Linked DNA regions of Mus musculus: region 2 is linked to region 1. The links are chromatin contacts, called in public HiCAR-type maps. All regions are on one chromosome and are shown on one strand. The core of a region is the stretch at or near the end of the contact, and the rest is flanking DNA. Distances in the headings are between cores, read along the strand shown. Region 1 holds the start of Armc3 (armadillo repeat containing 3). Region 2 holds the start of Dnajc1 (DnaJ heat shock protein family (Hsp40) member C1).

The links. HiCAR-type assays count read pairs that join an accessible place to other places.
Region 2: a HiCAR-type map of astrocytes shows a contact between it and region 1, with 3 times the contacts expected there. The contact joins the promoter of Dnajc1 here to the promoter of Armc3 in region 1. A contact is called at or near these places in 1 of 39 promoter capture datasets (hippocampal neurons), 6 of 115 datasets of contacts at active chromatin or transcription factors (astrocytes, bone marrow-derived macrophages, embryonic limb bud and 3 more) and 1 of 9 other capture datasets (adipose tissue).

What each region holds. Positions count from the first base shown.
Region 1 is chr2:19,197,676-19,205,089 of GRCm38.p6, forward strand. It overlaps Armc3 (armadillo repeat containing 3), which reads left to right and starts at 1,443. Exons shown (of 20, transcript NM_001081083.2): 1 at 1,443-1,682; 2 at 4,092-4,140. The coding sequence starts at 4,093.
Region 2 is chr2:18,390,508-18,398,101 of GRCm38.p6, forward strand. It overlaps Dnajc1 (DnaJ heat shock protein family (Hsp40) member C1), which reads right to left and starts at 2,323. Exons shown (of 12, transcript NM_007869.3): 1 at 1,784-2,323. The coding sequence starts at 1,993.

The DNA of each region.
Region 1 (7,414 bases), core at 193-2,692:
ATCAAAACACTGATTTAAATTATTTCATAAAAAAATCTCTTTATGACTTGTAATATTGTATTTTTAAGACATGTGTATGATGTACTAGCGCAGGACATGCCTATAAAAGTCAAACCGATCTCACTACACGTCTGTCTTTGCCATTTACTAGAAAAGTGACTTTATGCCAACTACTTAGCTCATACCTCATAAAATTAGGGTGGGGCTTATATGACTCGCGTTAAAAGCTCATAACTCTCTGGCTTAGAATAAGTGTTCACCAAATGTCCATTTAGAAATGGCCTAGGTGGGAGAGCATGCATACTAGTACACAGTCAAACATACACCCACACGCACACATGCGCACACACAGTTTATAATGTCATAGGAAAACACTGGGACTAGCACACATGTAAGTTAGAGCAATGGTATAAAATAAGGAATGCTTTGTGGGCCTGGAGGAGCGAGACTTTCTGGAGGAAATCTTGACGATAGATATGAAAAATGAGCAATGGTTTTTGGACCAATTAAGGGAGTAAAGGGCAGAAAATGTCACTGTGTACTTGAGAAATTATTATATTTATATACATATAGGGGGCTGGAAAAAGGAAGATAATGAATTGCGTTAGTTAAGATATTAGTCAAAGTTTAACCAAAATATAGAAATCACGTGATATATTTGCCCACAAATACTTTGATAGAAATAGTTGTTAAACATGTAAAAATCTGCTTGTTAGGTGATTAAGATGGCAGGAAGAGGAAAGTCACAACTGTGAACAACAGAAGTTGGAAAGGTCACAACTGTGAGATGCATCCGGCCCTGTTAGGGCCGAGAGAACAGAGAGCAGGTGGGACAGGAGTCTGCAAAGTGTAAGGGGTGGAGAGATGGACCCCTAAAGGAAACTGACGGGCTCTTTCTGGTGACTGCACCAGCCCAGCTTGATAAGTAGAAATGAAGGAAGAGTCGGCCTGGAAGATAAACAGTGCCCAGGAGAGCACAGCTGGGAAAGGAAATGGGGATTTGGAATGAGAAGCTGGGGGAGGGGGTGAGGTAGAAGAGACTGGAAATAAGGCAGCGGGGGGTGGGGGGTGGCATCAAACAGGCAAACAGTTTGGGGACAATGCCTTTTCCTAAGAAAATTACAAACATTCGAGCAATAGAGGGACAAGACCAGAACAATTATTTCCGGGGGACTGGGAAGGGGGAAGGGGGAGAGGGATGGGGCGGTGTACATCTATGGTGTAGAGGAAAAACCGGGAGGAGAAACTAGAGTCATTAGCTGCGATGACCTGGAATGTGGTGGCAGTAAGAACATGAGAAAGATCTAGTAAGGGAAGGAGCCAATTAACTGATGGCTTCTTTACTGAGAGGATGGCTAGGGGGCAGAGGGCGAGAGAGCAAACAGGATCGTCTTTATTTGGGCCGTTGGAAAGAATATCTGAAGACGAGGAAGGGAGGGAGAGGAGGAGATTTTGAGCCTTGTTAGACTTGCCATGGCACGATTGTGGTTCCTGCAGGATTGATTGATCGATCACTTTGGAGCTGGACAAAGGGAGCCTTGGGGCTAAGAACTAATTCCGGGCAGAGCACGCATGCGCAGCCCAGCGTCGCCTAGCAACAAACATCAACACAGACCCTCAGAGGCCAGTGGAGTTTGCCACATGTACAGAGCCACTGCTTCTTGAGACTTGACTCCGCGCAGGTAAACGACAGGCACGGATGCACACCTGTCCCGAGGGTTGGAGAGGCCAAGGACTAGAAGACAGGGCAAACTGTAGCGTTCAGTGCACAGGTGGGGACCGTTGGGACAAAGGAACAGTACACCAGACAAACTGTCCCAGACCTGCACCCGCAGTTACGAGGTCACTTAACGGAGCAAACCTGGAGCTCTAAGAGCGATTTGAGGAGCTAAGATCCAGTCACTTGACTGTAAGCGATTCTTGAAGTAGGACCTTACCTGCTTCAGCCCTCCACTGCGGCTTTAGTTCTGCTTAAAGGCAGCTTCTGCCTTAGCGACTACCTAAAGCTCAGAGACTGAGAGGGCTGCAGGAGAGAATGGGGAAACAAATAACAAATAGGGCAAATGTGGCTATGAAACGTATTCATTTAAGCCACACCCATTGTCATAATCAGTACAATGAACCTGGTACCTATTCATCCCGCTATCTTTTAGCTGTTTCCAAAAAAAAAAAAAAAGGTAGGTGGGTGAATTTTGTGTATATCCAAAGACGTTCGTTGCAGCCTTGGCCATAATTCCAGAAAACTGGAAATGGATGCTAGATGAGTAATGAACTTGAAAAAACATTATTTAAATGATATGCTGACCAATGGAGAATAAATGGAAATGGAAAGGTTTTGAACTTGCCCTTTAATAATTTCTTAGGAAAATGGTCCCAGGTAAGGAAATTGACAATCGGCAATACAATTTAGGCAAGATGGTAAAACAAAAACAAAAACAAAAACAAAACAAACAAAAACCAAAACAACAACAACAAAAACAAAAACCCACTTATCTTTGGTAAATTTTACTTTGTTCATTGTGTCTATGGCAAATTGCTCCCACTTATACCAGAGGATTACATCTAAGCCCCTGAACAGCCATCCTACACCCAATATAGTGGTAAAATCCAGCCGCCTCTAACTTTGGAGCATTGCCCAGGACCCATCCATGTTTGCAATGCTGTGTGTATTTATTCTCTGCACTGTTCATTATTCAACTGTTCAAAACATCATCCAGGAATAGAAGACATTAGTCTGAGGACAACTGAGATAACTCCACATAGTTTTGTGTGGGTGTAACTTGTCTCCTGAATGTCCTTTAGCAGGAATTGTTATAAATCAGTTGCTGGTATGTCTTTCAATAGCTTATGAACTTATTTTGACCTATGAACTTACCCCTGTGCCTACGATAGCTTCTCGCTGTTCTGGAATAGTTCCTGTGTGTCTTCCTGAATGAAACAAGCTCAAAACCAAGGGCCTATGTACTTTTCAAGTATGTATGAGTATTTGAAATTTTAGAAGAAATGTTGGTGCTAATATATAAAAAGAAAATTGGAAATTGGTATTTTAATGTTTTACTAATGGTACATTTCCATACATTTTAAGATAGTTTTCTCATTTTGTAAGAATTTTCATGTATCCACTAGTTGCTGAGTGAATTCTAAAGCAATCCTGATGAAAAATTTGGGAACTAGAGAGATGGGTGAGTGATTAAGAGGACTTTGTTTGGTTCCCATCACCCACATTGCAGCTCACAAGTTTATAACTTCAGTTTCAGGGGTCCAACACCCTTTTCTAGCCTCCTCAGGCACCCAGCATGCACATGGTACACATATATGAAGGCAAAACACAGTATACATAAAATGAATACATCTAAATATTATTTATACAGACATATTTAGTGGAGGCTATGGGTGTTTTGTTTTTAACATTTAAGTATAGTGTATAAGGCATAAGGTAGCCCAGTATAGAGTAAGCCTGACTAGTTCCTCACAGACCTTAGGGCTCAAAGGCTTGAAGTCAGTCGCATGGAATAGATGCCTTTTAGAAGTGTTTGAGTTATTTGGCCTTTGAATGTGTACATCGCATTCTGCCCAGTGTCTATAAAACCAGATATTGCTTTTGAGCTCTGACAAGCAATTTGAACTATTCCTGACTCTGAAGGCCCTATCCTATCCCATCCTAAGGTTTCTCATCGGTCTCTGGTAACTTACTCTTCTTTTCACCAAAGCGTTATTCACAGGAAAATAGAGCTAATGATTTTCATAATACTGAATTCATATCATGGGCTAGATACCGCAAGTGCACAACATATTTGCATAAAACAAACAAACAAACCCACAGAGTTGGTGAGTTGTGCTGTGATTTTTCTTGTTTAATAACACCAGTGTTCAGCAATCTTACCAAAAAGTTCCTTGAAAATCAATGTTTCCAACAGGGACGTCCATAATATTTTGTGCATATGCTGTAATTCCAACATCAACTGCATGCTTTAGTTGGTAAAATGTGAAGAAGAAATGACGCTCCTCCTGAGAACATAGATAACTGAGATCATGGAAGATGTACCAATTTATGATGTACAGATCATATTTTTGCTTCTTTTTTTTTCTAGGATGGGTAAAAAGATAAAGAAGGAAGTTGAACCTCCCCCTAAGGATGTGGTAAGTTTCTGGTGCAAATACCAGCAACACATTAACCACTAGTTTTAAAAATACATTGTTCCAACAGTTTGCCATGTCCCACAGTATACATGAGTGCAGCGTGGCAGACGTCCAAAGTCTGACTAATGATATTAGTCAGAGAAACCTAACAGTATGTAAACAAGCATTTATAACATTGTCATTACATAATTAGCACAATTAGACAGCAATTACTAAATCTTCTAGTATGTAGATAGCATGTTTACAGTCTAGTTAATGGATACATAGTTTCATTGTGTTCTTTTAAATACTGCAAATTTCTATTCGCTGGTTGATATGAATTAGCCATGGAATTTTCAAAAATAATGAAAAGTTATGCTACAGCTCGTCTATATTGTGTATGGTATTTCCTGAGAGTCTTGGACATGAGATCTCCTGTATTGTATTTTCCAATAGGAAAATAATCTGGGGTCACCAACTCCTTATCTTTCAAATACTGAACATAAACACAGCCTCTTACTGCATGCTCCTTTGCTCCTAAATGCATGGTTTATCAGTTGACTTTAATCAATTACTGAAAGACTGTATTACAGTGGAAAACAATTGTTGATGATTCTGACTTTGAAGTCTCATTTCAAAACACACATTTGGTGAGTTTGTCTTCAAAGAGAATACATATAGAAATGAGATATTTCCAAATTTGCAGAAATCAGAAAGTACTGCAGAAAATTAACTTCCTGATTGGAGTGTTACAGTCAAGGTCAGAAGCTTTATCTCATCATGGTTCCTGGTGAACTGTATTAATCACTTTGACCATGTTGCCAAATTTGGCCAAACTATTTCAGATTTCTTTATCTTTAAAATAAGAATATCACTTACCAACTCTTTTGGATTGCAATATTATTAAGTCAAAATAAATTACATGACATTCTCAGTGTTTGACATAGATTCAGTAAATATCTGTTAGTGCAAGACTCTTCTCTTCCCACACCACATGTGACTACCAATGTATTTGATATGTTATGTACAGTTATGGAAAAAGCTATAGAAGTTTCTGTCTGCCTTAATCCAGAAAACCTCAGCAAAGGCAGTCAGTGTGAGTTTGTGAAGGAGTTCCCTCATTTTTCTAATTCTGGCTGTTTTCTTTGGACGTACTCTAGCATGTGGCAGACCCTCTTAACTCTTTGGATCATAAGGCTCTTCTTACCCCCATATATCACTGCTGGTACCTTTAAGGAAATTTATGGACACAATACTTAGCAATGATATAATTAAAATCAGAATTAAAAGACTAACAATCAATAGAGGTATCTGTTTGGCACAATTCCTACAATGTTAATAAACAATGGGTCAGTCTAATATATGTCCTACAATGTTATAATGTCTGGCTGATACTGTGAGCCAAGTTTTGTAGATATATGGAGGACCTAAGAAATGCAGCCCAGGGTTAAAATCATATGCATTTAGGATTTCTTTCTCAGTTCACACTAAGTTTGAAGTCCACTGAAGACACAAAAGACATTTACCAATGGTCCTTGTCTATTACCATTTTCCCTGGGACTTCATGCCAATAAAACTGTCTGCATTAAGAGACCCAATCCACCCTTTCAGTCGGCCAGCACCGGGTCACCTAGGGCGCGGAGTCAGCAGGCACCGCCAAGTTCCCCAGAGCACTCTCCACGGGATCTTAGGACCTCTGGTGAGTGGAAAACAACTTCTGCCAGGAGGCAGGTTCCAATGCCAGATATCTGGGCACCTTCACTGCAAGAGGAAAGCTTGCCTGCAGAGAGTGCTCTGACCACTGAAAATCAGGAGAGAGCTAGTCTCCCAGGTCTGCTGATAGAGACTAACAGAATCACAAGAGGAACAAGCTCTAACCAGAGACAACTGTAACAACTGACTCCAGAGATTACCAGATGGCAAGAGGCAAACATAAGAATCTTACTAACAGAAGCCAAGACCACTCACCATAATCAGAACGCAGCACTCCCACCTCACCCAGTCCTGGGCACCCCAACACACCCGAAAAGCTAGACCTGGATTTAAAAGTGTATCTTATGATGATGGTAGAGGACATCAAGAAGGACTTTAAGAACTCACTTAAAGAAATACAGGAGAACACTGCCAAAGAGTTATAAGTCGTTAAAGAAAAACACGAAAACACAACCAAACAGGTAGAAGTCCTTAAAGAAAAACAGGAAAACACATTCAAACAGGTGATGGAAATGAATAAAATCATACTAGACCTAAAAAGCAAAGTAGACACAATAAAGAAAACCCAAAATGAGGCAACGCTAGAGATAGAAACCCTAGGAAAGAAATCTGGAACAATAGATGCAAGCATCAGCAACATAATACAAGAGATGGAAGAGGGAATCTCAGGTGCAGAAGATTCCATGGAGAACACTGGCACAACAATCAAAGAAAATGCAAAAAGCAAAAAGATCCTAACTCAAAACATCCAGGAAATTCAGAACACAATTAGAAAACCAAACCTATGGATAATAGGAGTAGATGAGAATGAAGATTTTCAACTTAAAGGGCCAGCAAATATCTTCAACAAAATTATAGAAGAAAACTTCCCAAACTTAAAGAAAGAGACGCCCATGAACATACAAGAAGCCTACAGATCTCCAAATAGACTGGACCAGAAAAGAAAATCCTCCCGACATATAATAATCTGAACAACAAATGCACTAAATAAAGATAGAATATAAAAAGCAGTAAGGGAAAAAGGTCAAGTAATATATAAAGGCAGGCCTATCAGAATTACACCAGGCTTTAATACAGAGACTATGAAAGCCAGAAGATTCTGGACAGATGTTATAAGGAAACTAAGAGAACACAAATGACAGCCCAAGCTACTATACAGGCCAAACTCTCAATTACCATAGATGGAGAAAACAAAGTATTCCACAACAAAACCAAATTCACACATTATCTTTCCACGAATCCAGCCCTTCAAAGGATAGTAACATTAAAAAAAAAAAAAAAATACAAGGACGGAAACCACACCCTAGAAAAAAAGAGAAAGTAATCCTTCAACAAACTTAAAAGAAGACATTCACAAGAACAGAATGCCAACTCTAACAACAAAAATAATAGGAAGCAACAATTACTTTTCCTTAATATCTATTAATATCAATGGACTCAATTACCCATTAAAAAGATATAGACTAACAGACTGGCTACACAAACAGGACCCAACATTTTGCTGCTTACAAGAAACCCATCTCAGGGAAAAAGACAGACACTACCTCAGAATGAAAGGCTGGAAAACAAATTTCCAAGCAAA
Region 2 (7,594 bases), core at 1,073-3,572, 810 kb before region 1:
TGGCCTCAGTGGGTACTAGGCACAAAGGTGGTACACAGACATGCCTGCAAGAAAGCATTCATAAACTTTAAAAACAAAACAAAACAAACCTAGAGCAGCATTGTGGTGTGGTACTAAGAAGAAACATTTAAGACCCTGACAGAGGTAGACAAACACACACACACACTAACATGGAAGGGATTAGGCCAGGTATACTGGCACATGTCTTCAATTCTAGTAGTCCTTGAGGTAGGTGGATGGATAGCTAGCCTGGTCAACCTACTAAATTCCAGGCTAGTCAGTACAGCACAATGAGAAATCTTGGGGCTGGAAGGAAGTGGTAATTAACCTAAATAAAATAAAATAAAAACCAAAAAAAAAAAAAAAAAAAAAAACTGTAGAGGAATTACTTCCTATTCTACCTACCCTAGTTTTTTTTGGGGGGGGGAGGGGTGTTTTGTTTTGTTTTTAGTAGTTGTTGTTTTTGGTTTTGTTTTTTTACGTTAAAAAGTAAAATGCCTCTCCTGAGTGGGAAAAGCCTACAATCTCAGCATCCAGGAGCCTGAGGCTGGGGAATGACGGTTTAAGGGGATAGGCTGAGCTACATGAAGAACCTGTCTCAAGAACCTAAGCCCAAATAAATAGTCTTCAAACTTACATTTTCACTAATTATTGTTAAATACACTGCATTATCATTTACTCTGGAAATGAGGCCTATTTTTTCTCTATGAGCAGGAAGTGGCACAAGGTAACACAATGACCACAAAACCATTGTGTATAATATTTTTAACTCTTAAGAAATGAGAACTGTTAAGTTTAATACCATGGTAATTTTATACTCAATGATTTTATATGCAATCATGGAATTAAAATGCAATTATTAAAAATTAAATTTCTGTTTAACAGTTCAATTCATTTCCTTTGAAAGTTTCCTATTTCATAACTTATAGGAAGAGGTACATTTCTTAGCTAATTCTGTTAAGTGTGCCTTTTTGCTGCTGCTGTTGTTTTTGCTTCACAACTTACATCTTGTGTGAAGGACTCAATCATAGCTTGTGGAAGTCTCTCTCATTCCATGATCATGAAGTTATTATTAGTTATTAACATGTCTTCTTTTTTCTGTTCATTGTTTGAGGTAGTCTGAATAAATACCCTCACTCAATCACTTTCAAGTAGAAATAAAAGGGAACAAGAGATTTTACAAGTTAAAGACCCAAGTTAAAACCTGAAATGAAATCAATGGAGAGGCAAGGACGTATACACAAGACTATCCTGACCTCCTCTTTCAACAGCACTCCAAACACCTCAAACCCTGAAAGTGTCACAACTTCTCTAATGAGTTCTAGGACCAAGCGGGAGGAGGCTTCAAATTTTTCCAGATTTCTAACTGCTACACAAACACTAATAGCAGGCTTTAACGATTACAAAATACAGTGCAAGAAAACTGCTAACAGACGCTGGGCAAAATGTATTTCAGTCTTCCCAGAAAGGACGAGGGAGAGGGAGGCAGTTGGAGTAAACATATGTTTAAGTGGGAAGATGACAATTTGGGGTGATACATGGTTACTGTGTCACACTTGAGTGTTAAAAATCGGTCTGCCTACATCTCTCTTCCTTCTTCCTTCAGCACAGCTCGCGGGGTGGGGGAAGGATGGTCTCCAGAAAGCCAAAGAAAAGGTAGTTGCACCGTCCAGCCTAACACTCAGATCAGAAGTTCCGAAGTTGGGCCGACAGTGAGGAACTGGGAAGAGATGGCGGTCAAGTGGACCGGGCTGGGTGAGGAGGTCCGGCCCGCCGCGCTTACCTGCTGCACCCCGAGGAACTCGTAGAAGTTCAACTGCACCTCTTCCACCAAGTCGAACAACTCCAGGTCTCCGCTCTCCCAGGCGCGCACTGGCCGCACGGCTGCCAGCAGGAACAGCAGCAGCAGCCACAGCGGCCGCACCGAGGATGACTCCAACCCGGAGCGCCGGCGCTGGGGAAGTCGCGCGGATCCGAAGCCGGGAACCCACATCGCGCTGGGCTCAAAGAGGTCGGTCGGCAGGCAGCCACGCCGTGCGCCGGCAGAGAGCGGAGACGTGGCGGGTGGCGCGGGCGGTGCGGACGGCGCCTGTCAGTCAGGAGCGCGGGCAGCCGCCCGGAAGCGACCAACCAGGCTGCCGGCTCGAGGGAAGCACTAACTGCCGCGGAGCCGGCGGCTGGGGAGCGGAGACCGGCCGCAGCCCGCTCTCCCTCTCTAGACCCTCGCCCCGGCCTAGGAACAGCTGGAGAGCCAGCGCTGGCACCCAAGCGGCCGTGTGGGAGAGGTTTCCCCAGGCCTCAGCCTATCCCAGGCCTCGCTTCCGGTGACATCACGTCTCCTAGCAACTGTGGGGCGGGGGCGGGGCCGGAAGTAGGAACGCCAGGCGCTCTGGATTCTGGCCTCAGAGAACAGCTTTCCGTGGCTGGCTTGTAGAGCAGCTGCACGTGTGTCAGCGCTGGCTAAAAGAGGTGAATAATCAACAATCGCGGACCTCCTGGGCCAAGAACGCCTATCTGTAGGTTTTCTTCCCCATGCCTTCTACCTTGCCTTCCTAAGTATTGATATTAAAAGCATATTGGAGGGTCGATGTATTTTATTGCTTAGGGGCTTCTGTTCATGTGCATTTTGTTATTTGATCAGTAAAGGTAGGATGAATTGAACAATGCCTAAAACACACAGATCCACCCCATTGTGGTTTTGGAAGGTGGGGGCACAAAAAGGAATTTAACCAAGAAAAAAATTATACTTCTAAATATGAATTAAGATTTGCGGATATAGTCCATGCAAATAAGCAGCCTCTAATTTCCAGGAGATCTGAAGCCCCCTTCTGGCCTTTGTAGGATCCTGCACACACCTAATACACATAAATTCAAGAAAGCAAACACACATACATATAAATAAAATTTAAAATATTCTTTTAAGTCTGAAGTTTATTTCCTTAAAGTAAAACTAATCTTGGACCTAGTATTGACTTTTGATTAAGACCACTTCTTCCTCTTGCAGAGGACCTGAGTTCTGTTCCCGGTACCCATATTGGAGTGGTTCACAACTGCCTGTAATTCTAGCTGCAGTGATCCAGTACTCACCTCAAGCTTCCACAGGCACCTGTGCATGTGCACATACACATAGGCAGGCACATACATGTACATACAAGACCCATCATCTTTACCAAGTCCCTACATTAAAGCAAATGTTTGTTTATTCAATGAGTGAAACTGTCAGAAAATATGGCAACAACAAATTTTGTTTACCCAATGTCCATCCTTTCCATATTTGATCATATTATTGAATACTGTGTTATTTGAAAGTGGTGTGATCTTGCCACAACTGCAAACGTGTTAGTATGAGCTCTTAGCAGACAGTCCTGTATTTCTGTCTTGAACTCTGTGTTGTCCAAGAACTCTAAGGACTTACTCCATTTTCAGGGGACTTATCACTTTCTAAGGCCAGGCTGATACAGAAGTCGAGTTGCCTCTACTTTATTCTCTGAGACAATTTTCTTACTACAATTCAAATTTGTCATTTCCACATTAACTGTTGTGCTGCAGGAGGTAACACAATTGAATAAATCCTTTGTCAATGTCTGGGCTAAGGGCAGTTATCAGCTGTTTTCTTCCCTGGTGGCATTTACTGATCCTAGGTATGGAGTGATTCGCTTTGGTCTGCTCAGAGGGACTTTACACAGATAAAAAGAAAGCAACGAAATCTTTACTTTGAATTGTATGATGGACTAAGGTACAAAGAAGCCCCAAACATACAGTCAGCCGTCCCACAAGACGCCCGCTGAATATCGCTTGAGGTTGAGGAACTGTGCTCACTGGTCATAAGATTTGTGATAGCTATGCCCAGTTGTCAACTCCACTATAACTGGAGTAAACTACAATCCAGAAATGGAGGGCACAGCAGACACAAGCTTTTGATCTAGCGCTTCAGGCTGGAAGACACACATTTTTAATACAGATCTCGAGGCACCCTTTAATCTGCGCCATACTTTCTGCTGGAGGATTACATAAGAACAAAGGAAAAAGGAAAGGTTCACTCCTCTTTGCCTGCTTGCATTCACTTTGCCAGCACATCTGTTGGAATCTACTTCTTCAGGATTCCAGCTTATACAGAAGACCAGCTGAACTACTTAACATTGTGGGACTGAGCAACTACTGCAGATTATAAGTCACTCCAGTGTATTCTCTTTAGATAGATAGATAGATAGATAGATAGATAGATAGATAGATTCTCTTTAGATAGATAGATAGATAGATAGACAGACAGACAGATAGACAGATAGATAGACTTAGAGAGAGAGAGAATTTAGTCTATACGTTTTGTGATTCTAGAGAGCTCTGACTAATACACGGCTGTAAGTCTATATAAGGCTACCTAAAGGGAACGCCTACTTTAAATACATGGGCGTTATTCTTCACACTCAAGACCATGGCAGTTACTTCTGAAGTTACACAAAGAAGATCTCTAGGGCCAAGAGGATGAATGCTTTTCTGGTTCTTGCTCAAAATTTCAGACGAATCATGAAGAGAAAAAAAGAAAAACAGAAGTTGATTGAATCTTAATAACTCTGCATCCCAGTCACAATCCTACTCTTCTGTGATTATGTAGAAGATATCAGAAACTTACCCAACTTGTCTAATTTCTGTTTTAGTGGAAAATAAGCTATGGAATATAGTCTATGGAAATTTTGTGTAAAACTCTGGGATATGTGGTTGTTTTTAAGTGTAAGACATAACAAGAATAGGAAGTTTTGGCCAATGATAAAGAAGAAGAAAGATTAGAGAATCCCATAGATAAACCAGATGTTAAAGCTCAGATAAGATATTTGAAATGACTTATTACAAAATAAAGCAAAAGGTCATAAGATGGAGGAGGGGAAGGTGGGTAAAATATATAACAAGGTACAGAATTTTAACAGAATCAGTGGGAAAAATCTTGAAAAATACAATATATGAAATCAAGAACACAGTAAAAGAGTTAAACTGAAGACTAGACATAGTAGAACAGAAATTAGCGGATTTGGGGAAAGATCAAGACGATAAAAATACCCAAAGTGAAAGAAAAAGAATGGAGGAAGAACAGAATTTAAAAGGCAAGTTTGTAAAGAATAAACCTAGCATATGTATAACAAACCTCAAAACAATGAAGAAAGATACTCTGGAGCAGAAGTGACATTTGAAGGAATAGTCCGTTTTACAGAAGTGATGACAGACATAAAGCCACAGAAGCAAAACGACACTCAAAATGAATCACAGATCTAAATGGAAATGTTGAAATTTTAAATTCTTGGAAGCAAAATTCCAAGTGACCTATTGGCTATTAGTAACCTTTAGCCAATGATTCCTTAGATATGGCACCAATTGCATACATGCTAACAGAAAAGATAAATTACACAGAAATAATTACTTTTATGTTACAATAATATCACAAAAATTTAATAGCTGGAATAAATCCTAACTAAACTCTAAATATTTGTCCTTATACCAAGAGATAACTGTAGCTCTCACTCCTCATCAAAGAAACTTCTTTTTGCAACAGACAGAGACCATTACAGAAAACTACAACCACCAAAATGGGAGCTCAGTCCCAACTGACACATCTGTAAAACAACTGCTGTACTTAAGGCTCAAGGATCATCAGGGAAAGAGGAGGGAGATTGTAAGAGAAGCATTTGTGTCTGAACTGTATCATCCTGTGTCATCCTCAATGAGGATGATGACACCAATAGACAAGCTAGCATGGAAGGAGGGGAGCTCATAAGGCCTCAACCTCAGACAGACTACAAGGCTACAGGCAACTAAGGATCTGAGAGCAAGGGAAACAGCAATGGCCCACAATTAATGAATGGATTTTTCTTAAATGTGGTGTATCTAAATGTTATCCCCAATGGCACTATTTTTCAGCAATAATAAGAAGTAAAGTGTGTGTCATAACACAGATGAACTCGGAAAATATGCCCAGTGGAAAAAAGCTAGTCACAAAAGATTGTATATTCTATAATTCTTTTTATGCAAAATGCCCAGAATAGATGAAAGTATATTAGTGGTTTCTTAGGGTTGATCTTAGGGGATGTTAGAATTTCACTACAAAAGAGTGCTAGCTTTCTTTAATAGAGCAAAATTATATTGTGGTGACAGTTTGAACTCTTTGTCAACATAGGAAAACTGTTGCCTTGTCCTCTTTAAATGGATTAATCATATAGAAGTCAATCACATCTGAATTGCATCAATTATGTGCTCAAACTTTCTAAAAAGAGACTGAAAGGGGCTTGGAGAGATGGCTCAGGGGGAAGAACATGCACTGCTCTTGAGGGGACCTGAGATTGTTTCCCAGCACCCATGTTGGGCAGCTCATTGTAACATGGAATGGCATGAATTATTTTAAACCTCAAATCCCACCCCTGAGTGGTACTCCTCCTCCAACAAGCCCACTCCTCTTAGTCTTTCCCAAACAGTTTAACCAGTTGGGAGCCAAATATTCAAACAAACAAGCCGAAGGGAGTGGGGCATCCTCATCCAAGCCACCACATTCAAAAGCATCTACAACTCTGGCTTTCATGTGGACTTACACTCTCTTGTACATACTCCCCACACCCTAACACACACACATAATTAAAATTAAAGGAAGGGGAAGAACACATATACGGCAAACTCAACAGCCTTAAGACATGCGATTATTAAAAACAAACAAACCAAAAAAAAAAAAAAAAAACCATCAATTATATTGGCGTTAAAGGGCAAATAGCTTGTCGGGCATGGTGAAGGCAATCATTTCAAAGAGCAATTGTAGCCTTCAACATCTTACAGAAGAGCTAATTCAAGGAGTTACGTGCATCCAACATAAGGACTTAACATAAATAGCTGTGGCATACGCTGAAGTAAAAACTTCAATGAGGACACCTAACTGTTTTCAGCATTTATGTAAATGAGCCAGGAACAAAGCAGCTCCTATTTGACTAAAGAATTTTCTTTTGTAACTCAAAACTTGAAGGTTCAGCTATTGATAGGACTTACATGTGATTATGGAGGTGTATGACTGAGATACATTAAAATATAAGTCAGCAATGAAGAAAAGAGGGGGAACTTGGGCGTTAGGTGGTCATCTACACAGAGGCTGCTGAGAGGAGTTGAGGTGAGCAGGAGCTCTGACCTGAGCATTGCTTTCTATGGGGAGATGAGAAAGGGTTCTTCATGAGTTCTTTACCTTGTGGCTGTAACAAAGCCCAGGAAAGGCATCCTAGGGGAGGAAGGGCTTATTCTGGCTCTTCATTCAAGAGTGGTCCACCACGGTGGAGAAGTCAAGCTCGAGACTGCTAGAATTGCATGTACAGGTCAAGAAATTAGGAAAGACGGATGCTGGGACTTTTTGCTTTTTATTTTGTTTGGGACCCCACTCAGCACATGGAACATTGCCGCCCACATTTAGGATGAAGATTTTTACAACTCTTAACCCAGTCTAGAAATTCCCTGGATTTAGAGGTATCCAGGTTTGTCTCTTAATTGATTCCAGATTCCGTCCAGGTGACAATAAGTGTTAACTATTACAGATGCTGTTTAATAAGCAGGCAAAGTACTCAAAAAGAAAGACATA